2 separate regions of the Drosophila melanogaster genome follow, and region 1 is linked to region 2. Evidence: chromatin contacts called from public Hi-C data. All regions are on one chromosome and are shown on one strand. The core of a region is the stretch at or near the end of the contact, and the rest is flanking DNA. Distances in the headings are between cores, read along the strand shown.

Region 1 (6,202 bases), core at 3,671-6,170, 39 kb after region 2:
CAAGCGACCGAGCGTCGTCAATCCAAAGTCGGTATCTTGTATCTGCTCTCTACATATATAGGATTTATATATATATATATATGGAACTGCGCGCTCATATCGCCACAATTTCCTTTCGTGTGCAACGCTTTATATTTTATTTTGGTCCCGCTTTTTATGCTCGAGTGTAGGAAATCCAACTGGTGGGCGTATTTTTGTTTCGCTCCTCCGTTCTGTTCTGCTCATTTCTGTTATTAACACATCGCTGGCAGTACTTGATTTAATAAACTTGATTAGGATTTATGAGCGTGTGGATTTCAATTTTGCGAGCCTCCCATAAAACAGAGCGGCGGATGTTTCCCTGAAATCTACATCAGGTGACCACGGCCATATCACTCCATTAAATGGATCAAATTTATAAATAAATATCTTCGCAGTTCTGGTTAACAGTTTTTAGATTCTGAGTGCATGACAAACAATTATATCTGGTTGCAATGGGGTAAATTGAGTTTGTCTATAAAATGTGTTAGAAAATAGCATTTTTATTACAATAGCACCGCAACAGAGCAACGCCTAAATAATTTCTAATATATATTATATCCTAACCTAAAAGAAACGTCACGTTCTTATTTACTGAATATGATTTCATAACCTTTACTTTATTATTTGATTTTATTATTTCATTTCTATCGATATGCCATGGCCACTGTAACACCCACAATTTTCAGAAATAATTTGATTTTTTTGATTATACCTCCATACACCCTTTGTATGCGAATTTCTATCGATATCCCAGAAATATTATTACTTTACTCCTTCTGCTCCACCCACTAGCCAACTAAAGGGTATCTAATAGTCGAGGTGTTCGACCATAGCGTTCTCTCTTGTTTGATTGAAGAGACCTACTTGTCTTGCTGGCCTCATAATACTAACCTAGGTTAGTATTAGCATTGTCCCCCACAAGGGGAGCAATTTCAAAATTATTTTTCGACCCAAACGCAAGCATAAACAATTAATTTTCTGGTAATTTAACATTAGCCAGGTCCCATGACAACTACGCCAAATTTACGGCCAAACAAGCTGGCATTTTTTGTGCAACATTTTCGTGGTCACAAAAATAATTTCAAAGAGGTGAGCAAGCCAGCGATTTTGGCGGGGCGATTGGACCGAAAAATATTGATTTTCTACCCACCATAAATGCGTTGCTAAGGGTGAAGGCACTGGGTTAGTTGGTTACTCTCGATAAAGTTCAGACCCTTTTGGCAGAGTTCAATGAACCAAGTGGCTGACAGTGCTGTGGAACTTATAGACAGACTCTTGTCGGTTGCAGTGGGACAATAATCGACGTGAATCACCGAATAAATCACGTTGTCGTCGCCTAGGCACGTACACATATTCGCTGAAAATGCGATATGGATAGATGCACGCAGAAAAACGCTTGTATGATATGGGAAAAACATTTGTTTCTGATAATCAAAAATGTAGTATTTTATATAAATGTATATTTTTGGCGCCATTAAAATGTAGGAGAGCGATCAAATCCAAAATGCTATTTTGAATATTATTTCATTCACAAAAAATTATTATTACTGTGTGGTGTGGACTGGACTGGATAAACGGACAGATAAATAGATGGATGTGAGACTCTGTGCAACGCGACGTTGACTTATTGAAATCGATTGATTCTGATTCCAGTCGGTCAGCTTTGGACTTACATTTTCTGGCTGACTCGCCTGCCGGATCTGTATCTATATATTGCACGACTGCTTTTTTTTTATTTTGCGAGGCACTTTTAAAAAGTCGTTTTGTATCGGACATCTCAAGTGAGCGAACGGTTCGATGGGACCAGCTGACAGACAGTTTACCCAAATACAATTTGTTCATTGCCAGTCAAATGGATTTAGATAGATAGTTAGTTATGCGCAAGTACCTGGCTCATGTTTTGCCGATTTAGTGTTCCTTTATGCGGCTCTCTGGCCCGCAGATAAGATAACCAAGCAGAGAAATTTAATTTTTGGCAAATGTTTGCTGATTGCATTGCCTTTTCGTTGAAACTCAGCCAGCAGGACTGTATTTATAGTTATAGATTAAACAAATTATATGACCCAATGAGGAATATTTATCGCTTAAACAAATGTTTGAAGTACAAACAGAGTTATAATTAATAACTCCAAAGGTCGTCTATTTTGCAATCGGAGATTGCCAAACCCAAAAAATATTTATCTATTGATGAGTCATGATTAGGAAGATATAAGACATAAAATGTTTATTTGGGGGAAATACGGAAGGGGTTTTTTGAAGTTACACATTTGTAGCTGTTGAACTTGTGCATAAGTCCACATAAATTCCAAACTAAAGTATAAAATCACTACATATACCATAAATTTATATTAAACTTATAATAAACTTATATTTAGGCTATAAACATAAAATATGGGACAAAAAAAAAGCCAACGACCAACATAATCCACCGTAAATTTAAGAACAAAACGGAACTCGCTTTTTACAACATTTTTAATGCCTAACTAAACAGCATTAAAAAGTTGAACTTCTTTCTCGCTATCAACATGGAATAACGTGGTTTGCTGCCGTCATAAATTGTGCAAGGTTGAACGAAAAATAACGTCTATCTAATCAGTTATGTAGGTATAAAGAGCACATGAAAGTTAAAAAACGGCATTTTAAGACTTATACAATTTTGTTGGATCTCAGCAAAAACAAATTTGAATAAAATGTATGATCACAATGAATCACAAAGAACAATCATATCATGATTGAACCCTTTAGTCCACGTGAATTGCAATTTATTATCAAAATAACAAATGAATCATAGAAATGGTGATAGTGCAACTAAATTCGAAATTCTCTTGGGTAGAGAGCGATAAAAAAAGGGATGGGAGAGTGACTGCTATTACCTGTCAATATCTGATGTTTTTGTTCTTGTTTTCCTTGCCCTTCTTCGTTGGTTATTTTTACTTTTTTTCTGTGTTCTTGTTCCGTTCTCTTTTTTCTGATTTGCTGCACTTGTTCTTTTTCTTATCCTCCTTCGTTGTTTTTATGCACTCGTTTTTTGTTTTGCTTGCTTCGTCCGTTTTATCGTGTTGTCACGTTTTCACTTTCACAGGTAAATTCTAAAGGAGCAAGATATATATTCTCTTTCCCATTTTATTACTCTGCCCAAGGGGGCGTGGCCGGGGAGGCGAAGGGCACTATTTGGCCTTTACACACACACTCACGCACGCACACAGAGGAGAGTGAAAAAGCGAGATGGATAAATAAACTACCTTAAAAGATGGATTTTCTAGTTTCCGAAATTCGCGTATTTCGTATATTTAAAGTGGTTTAACTATTTTCGCCCTACATCCATTTTTTTTTATATATATTTTTTATATTCTTTTTTTTATGTTTGTTTCAGCGGGAACCGAAAACACAAGCAGCGCGGTCGAAAAATTATCGGGCAATACGAAAGAGCGCCTTTTGCGGGTTGCTTAAATAGACTTTCGTTTGCTGCTTCGGTTGCGAACCTCTCGTCGTTGCTCGCTCTCCAACGTTTGACGAACAGTGGGATTAATGTGCAGTGGTATGCATGAAATACTGTTTTTTTTTTTTAGTTATTATTGTTTATTGTTTAGGAACAATTTACAAAATCTCATTATTAAAAAACTAAAGAATAATAAAATCATGATTTTATCAAGCTAATTCCAACTTTACTAAAACATAACATAACAACAATTTAGTGTATTTATATCAGTGAATTCGGATTTTTCACACAAAAAATCCTGTTTTAAGCACTGAAATAATGGCAGAAAGGATTAAGAACTTTCCCACTGTGCGGTTGGATGTCGGACGAGTGAGACTTAAAGAAGTTTGAGAGAGCATCACCCAAACCATACAAGTAAAAAACTAATGTTAGCAAATGAATTTATACATATTTTTGCAAATAAACCAACTTTTGAAATACACAAAATTATTATGAATGGAAATTTCTTTAAAGCCAAACAAAATTTTCACAATGCCGATAAGCAGGGTGCGTGATACCGTTATAAAAAGTGGGAGAATAGGGAGAGAGCAGCAAGTGCGCAAGTGTGTGTGGTAAAAAGGTACCCCTATCACAATGCAGTTCACAAAAATAGTCACCATCTGTGCCCCTGGTTTTGGATATTCTAGATCTTTCTTCAATATACATATTTCAGATTTCAGATCTCGTTTTTTATTTATTTATGATTCTTAATGCTTTCGTACGGAGTAGTAATTTGCGTTAAAATGTTGTGCCAATAAGATGCCAAGGCAAACGCCTCTTACAGATTGTTTTCTTAAAAAGTGATAACAATTCAGCAGAATAAATTACAAAAATTGCAGAACATTTCACACGTGGTTTTTTTGGTATTGCAACTTCACGCAACAGAAATTCCCGAACACGCACACATGAGCACAAACAGAACACGTCAACAACAACAATTCTTCTTCTTTCCCATCTCTTTCTCGCTCCAATTGTGTTTGTATGAGTTTAAAAGGCAAGGGAATTGTTAATTTTAGTACATTGCTTAGCACTTGATTTAAACGCGCAAATTGGTGACACAAATATCGATTTATTAAGTTTGAACTATTTAATTTGTCGCGCCTTTCAGCTTGCAAATAGAAGTATTTACTTTAGACAATCGGATGACGCTTTTGATTTCGCATTTGTTTGCGACTGTGTGTGTGCGACGAGCCTTCTAATTCCGACAAAAAGAAGAAGAGCACCATTCGGTGGCCTAATTTGTTTCACTTCTCCGGAATCAAGCTTTTCCGATGCCTGCTTCTATTAACCTTTATTTAATATGACTCGTGCGTTCGACGATATTTTTGCAGTAGTTATTTTCTTTTCGTGCTTGTGGAGTGCACCTCTTTTATGCCGCGTTTGAAGAAGAAGCACAACGTAGTAGTGTTTGAATGTACTGCGGAATTTAGGGATGGGAATGCGTAGCTCTTGCAATCGATAGCTCGATAAGTCCCCTTTCGCGTTTCGCAGCACTTGGGCGGGATTTTTAAATCTAAGGTGTGACTATTGTGAATCGAGAAAAAATGCACATTTCCACTTTTCCAGTAATTTTCGAGTTGCTCAAAAGATATTAAAAACTTGTTGCATTTGAAAATTAAATGGTCTTTGTTCGTTTAAGTTTACAACTATATCGAGTCTTAATCTCTGAGTTTTCACATAGAAATATAGTTTTTATGCAAGGAATCTCCAATAATCTCTTGAGTAGAATCTACAAGTCCCTAAAAATGAGGTTGCACATTTCGTTGTTTTTTTGGTTGAGGGCAAAAGTGCAGCCGGCAGTTTTGTGGGAGAGTGTAGAGCGCACATGTTTGGCATAAGGACGATCAACAGACTGCAGGAAAACCGAACGAACGTTGGTTTGTCTGTGAAGGAGGCTTTCAATTAGCATGTGAGTCATTAAAATAGTTCTAGCAAACTTACTTGAGAAGCTGTTCAGGTCGCTGGAGTTGCATGCACAATTTAATGCCGCTGTAGAAGTCCAAGTCCGCATTCAGACTCAACTTTGGTTCGTGGGTGATGCTGAAATCCTGCACTAATTTCGCATACGTAAAGCCAACGGCCAAATGACCAAGAACAGCGCTGCCAGTGCTATAAGCCAAAAGTTAATCGTGAGTTAAATAACATTCCAATCAAATGCTTTGGCTTTTTCACTTACTTCTGCTGGATTTCCGTCTGGGCATTTCGATTCCACAGGCTGAATCCCACCTTGCCATTGAGATCCACACTCCTGGCGCCCAGAACTCGCCAGTGGAGCGTCGCCCCGGAGGTCAGGATTATGTAGTGCTCGTTATCCTGGGACAAAGTGGTTGCCTGGTAAGCGGGCGTTGAGTCCGAGGCACTTCCTCCCCACACGTGACCCATTAGCTCGGTCTGACCGCTGAAGAATACTAGGGGTCGCAATTGAGCACCCTGCACACTGATCTCCATGCCCGCGGTGACCGCTTCGTCTTCGCTGAACTCATCATCCGCCGGGATTGCATCATTTCCATCGCCGGAGTCACCATCGCCTACCAGCGAGCCCAAGCCGGCAGTGTAGATGCCCAATTTAAAGCTGCTGGCTTGGGAACGGCCTGCGTGGAGCAGAAATTCCACGGAGCCACGTTTCAGGATTCCCTGATACACTTCCTGGGTACTTAGCAGGGTTTCGTTGAAGGCTGGAGCCTGGGAAAGCTGACGGGTGAG
Region 2 (5,995 bases), core at 236-2,735:
AATATTAGGCAGGCATTTAAAAAGTAATTGTGCGCGCAACGGGAGGGAGCGCAGTTTGGGGTGTGGACTTTAAAGGACTTTAAATTTAATTTAGATAATGAACCGACTTGAACCTTCGCAGGGCGATAAGGAGTCATCGGATTGATTTGCTGCATTACAAAGTTTAATTAGTTTCAAACGCCGCGGGGTAAACAAAGGTCTTATCAGCGGATTTCGCCGGCTTATCAGTGGATTACACTGGCCCCAGGCGGTTCGACTTAGTTTCCCCGGATTGCTCTCATTTGCCAGGGCATCGGATGCAGGGCAGGGTCTGGAGTATAGTACATATAGTGTGCTGAACTTTATCTATTGCGGAAAGACAGCTGGAGTCCGGGCAAACATTTGATAAGTTCATTAAATATTCAAGAGCCTCGCTATATATAGACTATGACGAGCGTTAGACACTGCAATTGCAATAATTCGCCAACATTTGCATTCTGGTCAAACTTTTAACGACCCCTCACATACTCATTATCAGTCGGCGCGAAAGCAAAAGTAAACAATTTCAATTGAAATTAATCAAGTAACTGATAATAACGATTTAAAACTGTGGTAAACGCGAGCGTGCCAAAGAAACAGAATACCAGAAACCAAAGGCATCACCAAAGCTACTTTTGAATACAGACAAAGGTCGATTGGCTAATGAGACAGAATGTTAAGTCGGTAGACGTCAGAGAGCACGTGTCGAGTTATTTATGAGATATAAGCCAACTAAAAATAGCCAAAGATAGCCAAAAGACCCACAGCCGAGATACACGAACAGAAACCAGGAGTCCAGTCCATCTGCTCTCCTACTTTAATTAGCTCAACAAACTCAAGCATAAACAATGTAAATATGGCAAGACAAAAACAAAAGCGGAACTTACACACGGCCCACTTAATAGACTTAGATAAAAGCAAAAATAACATTTTTGAATTGCTAATCGGCGGAGAGCAGCAGACAAGCAAATCTGAGTAGGCATGAAGAAACTGGGAAATAGCTCTATAAGAAATAGACGGTATGGATTTTAGAGCTTTCTGAATGAAGCTGATAAGATACACACTATTTACCTGTGTTTTGCCCCGTAAAGTGCCGCGAAACAAAGAGATACAATTCAAATCCCCCTTTTACGCCTGGGGAACCTTGAAAACCCGCCTCCATTTCACTTATTTAGCTGGCTAATGCATATGCATGGGAAAGGGCAGAGAAATGCAAATTAAAGCAGGGCTATATTCCAATTTTCACTCTCTACCTGAGTCAAGTCTGACGTCAGAGTGCTGGGCCATTAAAGCCAAGTACTGCGAAATATTCCATATACTTTAATCTGAATTGTGCGTGCCCGGCATTGCCAACTATTTGATGTGATGATGAGCACTCCGCATAGGAATCGGGTAAGCCAGGTATACCAAAGCGACAATGTTTGGGTAGGGCGCAAAAACACAAACAGAACAATGGGGAGCCAGAACGGTGGAGAATAGAACTGGCAAACAAATCCATAAACGATGGGGAGCACATATGTGCGCATTTGCCTATCTGCTGCTGCCTTGTCTTCTGTCTGCGTTTTATGCGAGTTTTATGCTCACGTGTTGGCATTATTAGCCAAGCACAACGCAAATCAAAGAACCATTTCAAGATTCTAGAACAAAAAGAAGAAATACTAAAAGCACACGAATCCCAAAAAACCAGTGTGATGAGTGATGCTTTTCCAAAAGTAAATTAGAGGAGCGTCATGAGTATATATGCAAAAGTTATTAAAGACACACAGAAGTGTGTCAGTAAACTAAGAAACGTATCCCCAGGCCTTGAAACATGCCAATATTTCAATGTTCTGCTTCGACTTTTGCTCTGTTTACTTTAAGTGGCTAAAGGCAAATTCGCCAATTGCAAAAGAAGACGAATCAAACCGAGTCGAATGCAATGACGTCAACAGCGAAATTCCAACAGTCCGACATATGCATATGTGCTATCTATACCACTTTAAAGTTTAAACATTCGTTTATGTGCGACTCTTGAACTTGAAAGTGCAGGCAGAAAAACGTTCCACATTTAAATGCGTTGGCTGAACGCAGCTCACTTTTCAATTTTCTTTATTCCAGTATCCTTCGGTTTGGCAGTTTTTTTTTTGGAGTCATTTCACTGCAACTTCTTTCAATGTTTATGACCACAAAAAAAAAAAAGTAATAGCAGTTTTATATAAGAAAAAAAATTTTGTATGACCTAGAAAAAATCAGATTTCTTTGGAGGGCGGGAAATTACCTCGAAATCTAGACCGGAATCGAACAGTTTCGTCTGCCAGACAGACACAAAGGAGGGAAGGTATTTCGCACAGTGTAAATAAACCTTCAAAATGACAGGCTGTCTGACCTCCTCCTCAAAAAATCAGCTTATCAGCATCTCCAGAATATAAGTGCATACATATGTATACATATGAAATCGAATTGAAATCATTTTCAGAGAGCAGCGGAAAATATTTTTAGAAATAAAAGTTTGATAGAACGATTGACGGATTGTCTTACTTTTTAAAAATATGAAAACTATTTAAGGGCCGAGCAATTGGAATTGATTAGATTCCTGTAGATTATGCATATTGCCACAATTAAGAGGTTATCAATGGGTCACTCGCATTACAAGCTGTCTATTTCATATAGCTAGACCTCGAAATACGCGGTGTGCGATTATTTGGCCAAACTTCCGAATTTTCACATCCCTTTAGGTTAAATTTTGCTCATTTCGTATTCAATTATTTTTCCCATCATTGATGGAGCGGAATTCAGCGCATTTGTACTCGATCCGACTCCGCACCTGACTGGATGAAACCAAATTCCTAGTAAACAATCTATACTGTAAGTTAAATATTCGATTTTGTTATTGTGTCGCCAATAACAACAATGAATAATGATTAACTGATAATGAAGTAGTACGGACAATTTTTCAGAAGCAACAACAAATGCGGAACTAAAGCAGACAGTTAGACGTTGATCACTTGACTATGGTCAAGTACAGTGCGATACAGTTCAACCTACAAGTATACCTAATGCAGACGCAAGGCTATACAAATATTACAGGATGTATTACAGAATGACTCAAATCAAGGATGAATTTGCATATCGCAGCAGAAATTGCTTGAAGTAAATGGCAAGGATTGAACGGCCGGCCCTACAATGCCGGTTTTCACTGTACCTTCAGACAGTACAAAGGAATAACAAGATTTACATTAGAAATTATTTGGCGGCTCATTGCGTGTTGGCCAAATCAATTAGGTAGAAAATCACGATACATCAATTTGCAACCAGCTGCGATACGCGCCGAGAACCCCCGTATATATACCACACAGATATATAAATATAGATATACCTATAGATATATAGGGAGCTAACCGAGGGTCTGGAGCGTAGAGCCTTACAATTGTGCCACTTATTTTTGTGTGCCTTGTAGAGGCGATAAAAATGACTCGATCAAATATTGACATTCACGTGTGCTGCGGATGGAGAGGTGTGGAATGTTGTGTGCTGGAGTGCTGGCACTGCGATAACTCACCCGACATGAAATGCAAAAGTATCGATGTAATGGGATACAATACTGGACTGTAGGTAATATCGGGGCAGTCGTAGCCCAGGACATTCACGATGCGATCGGCCACGGCTCGTCCCGTGCTGGTCAAGTGGTAGGGCAAACAGTGGGTGGCATCCACAAAGGCGGGCAGCATGATCGGCTTCTCCGACAGCTCCGTGGTGCCAAAGACCTGAATTTTAGGAAAACACACATTAGTTAAGTACGGGACAAAAGGGTGAAATCTGGTATATGGATCCCACCTGGTGAACCATCTCCCAGTAGAAGCCATCTAGCATTTGCTGTTTGGTCTGGTGCTGGCCACACAACATCGGCCATAGCTGGGCTCGGATCGGGGAGTTAATGGGCCACGAGTTCTCCCTGAGTATGTTCTTCACGTCGCGCTTCTTGCCCTGCTGCAGCAGCTGCTGGATTTCCGTGTAGGAGCGCAGTGCCGGTTCCTTGCCTGCAAACAAAGATAGGAGACACCGATTAGATTATATTAAAGGTCCTCTGTGGGAGTAGGTTACAAGTGGGGAATATTAATAGATTCACGTCGGCTATTAACAGAAATAGGTGCCCAAATATATAGGTATTACATTTTAGGCGAAGATAGCGTGGGCTTACGATGTTTTCCAAATATACACATATGTCACACATATATATATCTTATCTAAATCACCTACTCTGCTTCCATTATATGCTATCATTCAATCTCTAAAGGTTTAATCCTTACAGCTGATAAGTACAGTTTAATTGGAGGCGTAAGTATACAGTGCTTACTTGATTAGTGTTCAAGCTAATCCCTCTTAGGTTAGGTCATTAACTCTCACTAATCCTTCGACTATTTAAACTACGCGATCAAACACAAACACGAAGACCTCAAGTGGTCGAGGCTGCCGTTTTGGCTATTTCTGGCACTTCATGCACTTCAATCATATGACACGATTGTTTTTGTTATGGCTAATAATGGAGGTTCTTGAGGTTATCACCGCTCTAGAGCCTTTCAACTGGCAGTCCAAGGAACCTTTTCCACTATCATCAAAGTCGCGAGGCGCTTTTGACCAACGGAGCTCAAGATAAAAAACACTTGTGAACCGCCGATAAGTAGTTAAATTTCATGTGTAGGGTTGCGACATTACTCATGCCTCGAGTGGTCAAAATAAAATACTTGAGAAAGTGCATCTGATAAGTAAAAAATGTTCGTTCACTTGATGAACACTTCCCAACAATTTCATTAGCCTTTGGCATTGGCTAGTTTTCAGAAAGGTGCTGGAGGCAAATTTTCCCACAGTAAGTACCATTGACGTACATAAGTAAACTGTATGACTTCTTCAGAAATGGTCACTTAACTGTTTCTGTTTTTGGTAACATTCGCAAAAAGAAATGCCGATATCAGCTAAGCACCTTTAAATGTTTTAAGCCTATACAAATTCCGAAGAAAATAATATTTTCTAGACAACCAATGGCATCTCTTCCGCGTTTTACCTCATTTGAAATGAAAGCCTGGAATTAAGTAGCCAATCGGCGAGTGCATTAGAAGTGTAATTATTAGTATGTAATTAAGTGCTGATTTTATTCGAATTGATTAAATAAATTGTTCTTAAGGTAAATCAGAAGCTTCTTAAATTAGACAATTATTTTTAATTAGGTGTCATGGGATTAGGTGCTTTTTCGGGAACCCTCCGCGCTGCGTTGTATCCCCATAACCCCCGGACTTTTCAAGCAGATGTGTCAATTGGGTGACAGCCGTAGATGTACTATCACCTCGGTCAGCTGGTCAACTGCGTATGTAGGACAACGCCGAGACCCCCACCCTGCTCCATCCGTATCTGTGGCCACCTCAATGCCACTTATTGATTAGCTATCGGTGTGGGGGTAATTGATTGCACTGCGGACATGTCTCATTACAGGCGGCGACAGCTGATCGATTTTTGCATGCCCCCCTTATCGCCGATAGCTGATAAGGTGGAAAGCGAGGGAAATAGCGCCGGGCAGAGTCATATCAGTATCGGGCAGCAAATCAGATACTGAGCTGCAGAACCCACTGATTTATTTGCCAGCTCGTTTTCCCGCGATTCGAAAATGGTTTCGGATATCGCTTGAATAAAAATCGTTTAGCATTAGGCCAATAAAAGATCGGGGAGAACTATCAAATTGCTCCAAAGCGATAAGATACGGGGTGAGTGTGTTTTCATTCAGCAAACGCAATAATAATAAAAACTGGTATAATTGAGTGGAGCTTCGTTCAGTCGCTGTGTCGCTTGTGGGGGTAATTAATCCCCATCTACGGCATCTCGCGGATCCATTTGCATTTTTCGAGCAACCAATATGGAAAACTGCGATGCATATCGTCACCACATATACACTGCACAGATGCAGTAGTTTTCCTATCAACGCAATCAATTTCATTTGTTTGCGACAGCG

The links. Hi-C and Micro-C count contacts between places; a contact is called where the count stands out from the background.
Region 1: a Hi-C map of the S2 cell line shows a contact between it and region 2, with 2.8 times the contacts expected there. A contact is called at or near these places in 49 of 107 Hi-C or Micro-C datasets (the Clone 8 cell line, the D17-c3 cell line, the Kc167 cell line and 18 more) and 4 of 7 datasets of targeted methods (the Kc167 cell line and the S2 cell line).

What each region holds. Positions count from the first base shown.
Region 1 is chr2L:20,914,011-20,920,212 of dm6, forward strand. It overlaps CG43739, which reads right to left and starts at 4,921. Exons shown (of 11, transcript NM_001273719.1): 1 at 4,789-4,921; 2 at 2,895-3,110. sky (skywalker) reads right to left here and starts at 4,921. Exons shown (of 11, transcript NM_206017.3): 1 at 4,629-4,921; 2 at 2,895-3,110. It overlaps Mtp (Microsomal triacylglycerol transfer protein), which reads right to left. Exons shown (of 6, transcript NM_136231.4): 4 at 5,676-6,202; 5 at 5,441-5,608; 6 at 5,084-5,382. The coding sequence ends at 5,229.
Region 2 is chr2L:20,878,431-20,884,425 of dm6, forward strand. It overlaps CG43739, which reads right to left. Exons shown (of 11, transcript NM_001273719.1): 4 at 3,832-4,034; 5 at 3,557-3,761. sky (skywalker) reads right to left here. Exons shown (of 11, transcript NM_206017.3): 4 at 3,832-4,034; 5 at 3,557-3,761. Among named protein-coding and RNA genes, the nearest start is that of CG14401, 12 kb to the left of the region's middle.